2 separate regions of the Mus musculus genome follow, and region 2 is linked to region 1. Evidence: chromatin contacts called from public HiChIP or PLAC-seq data. All regions are on one chromosome and are shown on one strand. The core of a region is the stretch at or near the end of the contact, and the rest is flanking DNA. Distances in the headings are between cores, read along the strand shown. Region 1 overlaps Bsn (bassoon). Region 2 holds the start of Dag1 (dystroglycan 1).

Region 1 (3,707 bases), core at 475-2,974:
TGTTAGGCATATATACACTTATAATAGTTGTAGCTTTCTAGTTCCATAGCCCCTTTGTTAGCCTTTATCTTCAGTCAGCTCCTCCCCTCCCCTCCTTAAAGAGACAAAGGCTTTCAATGTTCAGGCTACCTTCAAGCTGCTGTGCTTAGACTCCTCCAGGCTTAGCCAGGGAGTTGCTGGGACTGGAGGCCTTCACTTCCCAGCATGCCTCTGAAGTCTGATGTCATCGCACATCAGCATAGCCGCCCCGCCCCCGCCCTGCGGCACCCCTCCCCCACCCCTCTCCCCGCTCTCGGACAGGTGGTCACTTGACGGTTTTTTCCCATTAAGTAATAATTCTGCTTGGGAGGCTGAGTCAGAGGGATCTCTCACAAGTTCAAGGAGAATCTGGCCTAGATGTGAGTTCTAGGCCAACCAGAGACAGAGAGCAAGGCTTCATCTCAACAACAACAAAAAATCTTCAACCTGTTTGGTTTTTTTTTTGTTGTTGTTTTTTGGGTTTTTTTCTTTGCATCTAAAAATGTCTCTCGTGGATAATACTTGTATCTCTTTTTCTCAATCAAGTTTGATGATCTCTGACTTTGGATAAGATCATGTAATCTAATTCCTGATATGGTTGGATTTGCAGTGCATTTTGCCTTTTGCTTTTTATGTGTCTCAAGCTTTCTTATCTATTTCTTCCACTTTTATTGCCTCACTTTGTATTAAGTGGACATTTTCTAGTATAACATTGTAATTGCATGTTTTTAAATTATTTAGGGTTTACAATCTACGTCTTATTATTTTAGAATCTATTTCAGGCCAGGCATGGTGGCACACACCTTTAGTTCCAGACCTTGGGAGGCAGAGGCAGGTGGATCTCTGTGAGTCTGAGGCCAGCCTGGTCTACAGAGTGAGTTCCAAGACAGCCAGGGCTACACGATGAGACCCTGTTTTGAATAAGTACACAAACAAAAAACCCTCTACTTCAGACTTAATTTGTTTTTGAGATAGAGTCTCACTATATAGCTTCAGCCAGCCTGGAACTGCTAGATAGACTAGGCTGGCCTTGAATTTACAGATATCCAACTGCCTCTGACTCCCAAGTGCTGGGATTAAAGGTGTATGCCACCTAGCCAGACCCAGGATCTACTTCAGATTTATGCTAATTTCATTTTAGTGATGTGGACTAAGGATGTGGCTCAGTGTTAGTTCTTGTCTACTGTGTGTAAGGCCTTGGGTTTGATCCCGCACCGAGAAAAACGTTGAGAGTAGACACTTGGCTCCATACCCACCTGCGTTCTTCCCGTGTTACGCTATTATTGTTCTGTATCATGTTACAAATGGAAAACACATCATAATTATAAAGTTATAGCTGTCACTTTATATTGTGCTGCAGACAACCTCGTATGTTCTCCTTTACACGCTAAGAGATAAAGGGCAGCAGGCAGGCACACACTCGGGAGGTTGTATAACGGCCTTTCCATCGCTGTCTCTACTCCCCACTGTTTCCCGTGGCTTGTTTCCCTTTTGTCTACTGTGCCTTTGGTATTTCAATATGTTGCATATAATTCTGTCTAGATTCTACTATCCTGACATATATAAGTGTTTTATCTTACTCGATTGTTTCCCAAATCAGTTAAGAAAGTGAAAGGCCTTTGTGGTCACACGTTCTCCTGCACACTGTGGCTCCCTCAGGCTTTTGTGTGCAGACTAGACTGACTGCTGGTGTCCTTTGCTTTCGGTCTCTCCCTTTGTGGTTTCTTGTAAGGCGATCTGTGATCGCAGTTATGTTCTTCCTGCTAAGTCTTAGGTTCTGCCTTCTTGTTAATCTTGTTAATCAGATAACGGTTTCATTTTGACTTCATTAACAATTATCCTTTTCCCTACAGATTTTTTTTTCGAGACAGGGTTTCTCCGTGTAGCCCTGGCTGTCCTGGAACTCACTCTCTAGACCAGGCTGGCCTCAAACTTAGAAATCTGCCTGCCTCTGCCTCCCAAGTGCTGGGATTAAAGGCTTGAGCCACTATGCCCGGCTTTCCTACAGATTTTTAAGCTTACTTGATGTATTTATTTATTTTTAAATATTTTATTCTTAATAATGTGTAAACAAACATATTTGTGTGTGTGTGTGTGGGGGGGGTGTTCTGTGTGAAGACAGGAGCCTGCAAAGGCCACAGGTGTCTGATCCTTTGGAGCTGAAGTTACAGTAGTTGTGAGCTGAGCTCCCCAGCCTGGGTCCCAGGAAGTGACCTTGGGTCCCTGCAAGAATAGTATGTTCTCTTAGCTGCTGGAACATCTCTCCAGTCCTATTATTTTTAAATCAGGATCCTATATTGCCCTGGCTGGCCTGGAACTTGCTATGTAATCCAGGCTGGCTTGGAACTCCCAGAAATCTGCCTTCCTGTACCTCCTGAGTGCCGGGATTAAAGGTATGCGCCACAACGCTCAGCTGTCTGTGTGTTTGTTATTTGAGATATCATTGACCCCATCCAGCCCTGATGGGTCAGGACTATAGTCCCAGATACTTGGGACTCCGAAGGCAGGAGGATCTCAAGTTCAGGGCCTGCCTGAGCCATAGAGTTGGTTTAAGGGCAGCCTGAGCAACTTAAAGAGAATCCTTTTTGATCCTAAGTAAAAAGGAAGGGCCAGAATGAATTTCAGTTGATGGAACACTTGCAGAGTGTATTAACTACTTTTCTGCTGCTGTGATAAACACCATGACCAGAAGCAACATAGGGAGAAGGGGGCTTATTTCTGCTTACATTTCCAGTCTATCACTGAGAGAAGTCAGAAACTGAAGTAGAAATCATGGAGAAATGCTGCTTACTGGCTCCCTCCCTGGTATCTGACCAACTGGTTTTCTCTTTATTTCTCTTTATTATTTTTGAGTATGTGTATGCTTGTGTATCTGTGTGTGCGTGTGAATGCAGATCACTATGGAATCCAGAGGAGAACACTGTATCATCTGAAGCTGGAGTTAACAGGTGTTTGTGAGGTGTGTGCTGTAGATCTCTTACAGGACCTCTGTAAGAACAGAATGTACCCTTAACCTCCATCTCTCAGCCCCTTGCCGACTTTTGTACACAGATTATGACCTCCTGCCTCCCCAGATGGCGCTGTTCATAGTGGGCAGGGCCCTCCTACATCAGTTAACAGTCAAGAAAATGGCCCCCAGGTTTGCCCGCAGGCCAGTGTGGTGTAGGCAATTCCTCAACAGAGGTTTTCTCTTTCCAGTGTCTCTAGCTTGTATCAAGTTGATAATAATAGTGAATTAGTGCATCTTAAATGCACAAAGCCTTAGGTTTGATCCTACTACCATATAGTATATGTGTGTATAATATATATGTACACACACACACACACACATCTTGAAGTGGCCTAGGCAAACACTCTACCACCAGGCTATATCCATAGACTAGTTCTTTATTAAATACATCATAGTTCTCTAGAGAGTCATCCACACTGATGCATCTATCAGCGGGTCATTCATTTTTATTGCTGATTGTTGGTTTATGGCGTCCTTGCATCAGTTTGTTTGCACATTTGCTGTTTAAGGGCATCTGGGATGATTGAAGTTGTGGTCTATTGCGACTACGCCTTCTGAACGTTCATACAGAGACAGACTGCTTTACTTCCTCCTTTCTCCCAGACCTTCATTCCTTTTCTTTCCTGACAATATCCTGCTATGAGTTCAGTCTGGCCTGGAATTTTCTGTGTAGTCCAGG
Region 2 (3,416 bases), core at 560-3,059, 100 kb before region 1:
GCCTCAAACTCAGAATCAGAGATCCACTTGCCTCTGCCTCCCGAGTTCTGGAATCAGAGGAGTAAGCTACCACCACCCAGCTTTTTTAATATAGTTTTTTAAAGTTTTATTCATTTCAAATGAGTATACTGTAGCTGTCCTCAGACACACCGGAAGAGGGCATCAGATCCCATTACAGATGGTTGTGAGCCACCATGTGGTTGCCGGGAACTGAATTCAGGACCTCTGGAAGAGCAGTCAGTGCTCTTAACCGCTGAGCTATCTCTCCAGCCCTATATCTTATGTTTTTATTGTGCTTGGAGTTGGTTCTTTCTTTTCACCATGTGGGTTGTGGGGACCCAACTTAAGTCATCAGTAATGTCTTTACTGTCTAAGTAATCTCTGAAGCCCTTGATTAGTTTTTGAGACAAGGTATCACTCTATAGCCCAAACTGGCCTGGAGACTCATTATGCGACCTTGACTGGCCTTCAATTTACAGCAATCCTTAAGTCGCAGCTTTATGAGTGTAAAGATTACAGACGGCAGCAACCATGGCCAGCTCATTCTCAGCCTTTCTAAAATGGTACAGTCTTAAAGTCAGAATCTGAGAAGCCATTAACTCTTCAGTTTATTAACATCCAAGGGATGGCCTGCTCTTGCTCTCCTGGATTTTAGTTCCTCTTCCTTTTCTAGGCTCTATGAGTTAGTCACGTAAGAATTGAGAAATTGCAAACAGGTATTTGAGGTAGGGCATTTCTTCCTGAAAATTTTTTCTCCTAGACTCTTCTGAAGAGAACTGCCCGTCCTTTAGGCAGGAATCCCAGGCTGAGTAGCCGCCGGGTCTGTATTCAGAATGAGTTTACTGATAACAGCTTGTGTCTGAAACTCCAGCCTGGCCCTAGGCCAAAGAGGAATGGATTCCTTCTAGCAGTGTGGGGTCAGTTAGGAAGGGAGCAGAGCCTACCACAGTTCTGATTTCCACAGGTATTATGCACTGTCAGGTTTAGTAACTTGTTAAATCTCCAGTCTCTGGAGTTTGGGCCCTCTGGTGAGCCCAGGAGAGTTAAGAACTACTTTAGGACCCTCCATAAATGGGGGAGGCCAGATTCTAGCAGTAACCACCCATCTAAAGAATGTGGGCCACCGGGGGGTGAGTGACCTGTGCTAGCGGGTCAGAGCTATTTTGAGCTCCAGAGGAGGCATTGGATTTTAGCTTTCCAAGGAGGGGGAGGGGAAGCCTGTTGTATGGCCAGCACTAAAGAAATGGGTTACCTTCCTGCCCACCCACCCGGATCTGGCCTTAGTTTCTCCATCCATATTAAGGAGAGGGTAACAAGGCCTCTCTTCCTTTGCAATTGGGAGGGCGCTTCCTGAGTGTTTGAATGGTTTAGATACCGCTTGCGTTTTGCTCGAAGGAAATTAGGGGGCAGCTGTGTGGTGGCTTGTTGTGGCCGGACCGGTTCGCCGGCCTGTCCATACCTCGATTTATTCTTCGGGAGAAGTTGGGAAAGGTGCCCCTCCCCCACCCCAGCTAGCAAGCGCTCCCAGCTACCCGGACTGGCTAAGGCGTGTCCCGGGACCCACTTGGTCGACTTCGGGGGCGGGGCCTCTACGTCGGGGCGTGGCTTTTGGGGCGGGGGCGTGACAGGCCAATGGGCAGAGAGGTGCGGGACGGGGCGGGGCCTGTGCGCGGGTGCGGCGCGCTGCGGGGCTAGCGACGCAGGCAGAAGCGGGCCGCGCGCTGAAGGCTAGTCGGCGCCGCTCCGAGTCGGCCGTGGGATTGGCTGCGGCACTCGCGTGTCAGGCGGTTGCTAGGCTCCGGCCGCGCGCCCCGCCCTCGCGCTCGGCGCCCTCTCACCGCTCGGTACGTGATCGCGCGGAGGCTGCGGCGCGGCGCTCGCGCTCCTGGGGCTCGGGGGCGGCAGCGGCGGTAGCTTCGCGCGGAGTCCCCGGGGAGTGGCGGCGGTGTCCCTGGGCCCGGAGGAGCGAACACCTGCCGCGGCCTGCCCGTGGTGCTGGGTGAGTGCGCCTCCCGCCTCTGCCTCCCGGTGCCTGCCTGCTGGGGCCGGGATCCCCGCTGCAGCCGACCGAGCCTTCCGCGGAACACCTGCTGCTGCTCCCTTTCGGCCCGGGGCGGGGACACGGCCACGGACGTCCTTGCGGGTGAGGAGGCGGCGCCGCCGCCGTCCGTGCGGAGCCGCCCCTCGGCTCTCCGTCCGGTAGCTGAAGGCTGAGGCCGGAGCTGCGCGCCGCGGCGACGGGCCAGGCCTCGGCCCCGGCCCGCGCTCCCGGGAACGCGGGGCCTGTGCATCGGCCGCGGGCGTGTGCGGCCTGCGGGCTGCCTCCGGGTTGCCAGTGGGGGTCGCGGCCCAGTTAGGAGGCATCTCTACTGTGGGGCTCCTGCCAGAGGCTGGGAAGGGCGCCGCCCCCGCCTCTTGCTTTGAGCTGCTCCGAGTCTTGGGGTTCTTTCCTCCCCCTCGGTTGCGCTTCTGTGGGAGACTCCTTTACTACCTTTGCAGTGGGTATTTGGGAAATCAGGTTCACTTGCGAGTATATTTGGAAAATGTTCCCAGAGGGAACACCATGTTGACTCAGAGTCCTTTGCTATAACTCCCAAGTTCATTTATTGACAAACTCAACGGGCAATTAAAAACACACCTCTTAATCTCTACAATTTGAGAAGCTTTTGTTAAGTTGAATTACATCAAGATTAGTTTTCGTGGTGATGACGAAGTTTTGACTGGTCCGCCTAGTCTGGGACAGTACCTTTATAGCCTAGAGGTCTAACTTGAGAGTCCAGCCTGCTGTTTCCCTAAATAAGCGAGTAGAAGTAGTTCTTGGCGTGGAAGCCAGACTCGTGAAGTGAGGGTGGTGTTTATAGAACATAACTCCAGCTAGAGTTGGGTGTGCTTCCAGATGTTTTGGAATCTGATGGAGATGGGGTGTTGCAATCATATTAGTATATATTGTGCTTAATGAGCAAGAGACATACTTTCAGAATGTTCTAGTTTAGAAAAAGAATTCCACGGTAACGGGTTGTACAGATCGATGGTTTAAATATGGAGAATTGAAGTTCTTTTTGCCTTGAAGTCAAGGACATGGTCAGCGTGCTTAAAGGACATAGGGGCTATTGGAGAAATCAGATCTCACTAGGGAGTTAGTTGCAAGGCGTGTGGGATCCTGTGTGAAGGTAGGAGTAAGTAGCACTATGCAGGCAGCACCGGGTGGGAATGTGCAAGCATTGTTGATATGTACCTCTGTTGAAATTGTCACCGGACAAGTCCTCATCATTCTAAAAAACCTGATTTGACAAGATGCATTCATTTAGTAAATGTTTGACTTTACTCCCTGGGGACTTCTGGGTAGGACTTGGGGGCCCATGTAATACATCTTGCTTTGTCCTTAACTGATTTTGGGTTCAGTGAATGAGAATCAG

What was found. HiChIP or PLAC-seq counts read pairs in DNA pulled down with a chosen protein or histone mark.
Region 2: a contact with region 1 is called in an H3K27ac HiChIP or PLAC-seq map of extraembryonic endoderm stem cells. The contact joins the promoter of Dag1 here to the enhancer-like site in region 1. A contact is called at or near these places in 2 of 484 Hi-C or Micro-C datasets (CD4 T cells and bone marrow-derived macrophages), 4 of 115 datasets of contacts at active chromatin or transcription factors (effector CD8 T cells, embryonic stem cells and extraembryonic endoderm stem cells) and 3 of 9 other capture datasets (liver, macrophages and pancreatic islet).

The regions. Positions count from the first base shown.
Region 1 is chr9:108,161,833-108,165,539 of GRCm38.p6, reverse strand. The region is part of intron 1 of Bsn (bassoon); the gene reads left to right. Among named protein-coding and RNA genes, the nearest start is that of Bsn, 27 kb to the left of the region's middle. Within about 2 kb of position 1,724, at least 52 of the 459 cell types and tissues checked have an H3K27ac peak or open chromatin away from gene starts, as enhancers often do. A contact at or near this core is called in bone marrow-derived macrophages and extraembryonic endoderm stem cells, where this site is marked.
Region 2 is chr9:108,262,208-108,265,623 of GRCm38.p6, reverse strand. Dag1 (dystroglycan 1) reads left to right here and starts at 1,809. Exons shown (of 4, transcript NM_001276482.1): 1 at 1,809-1,999.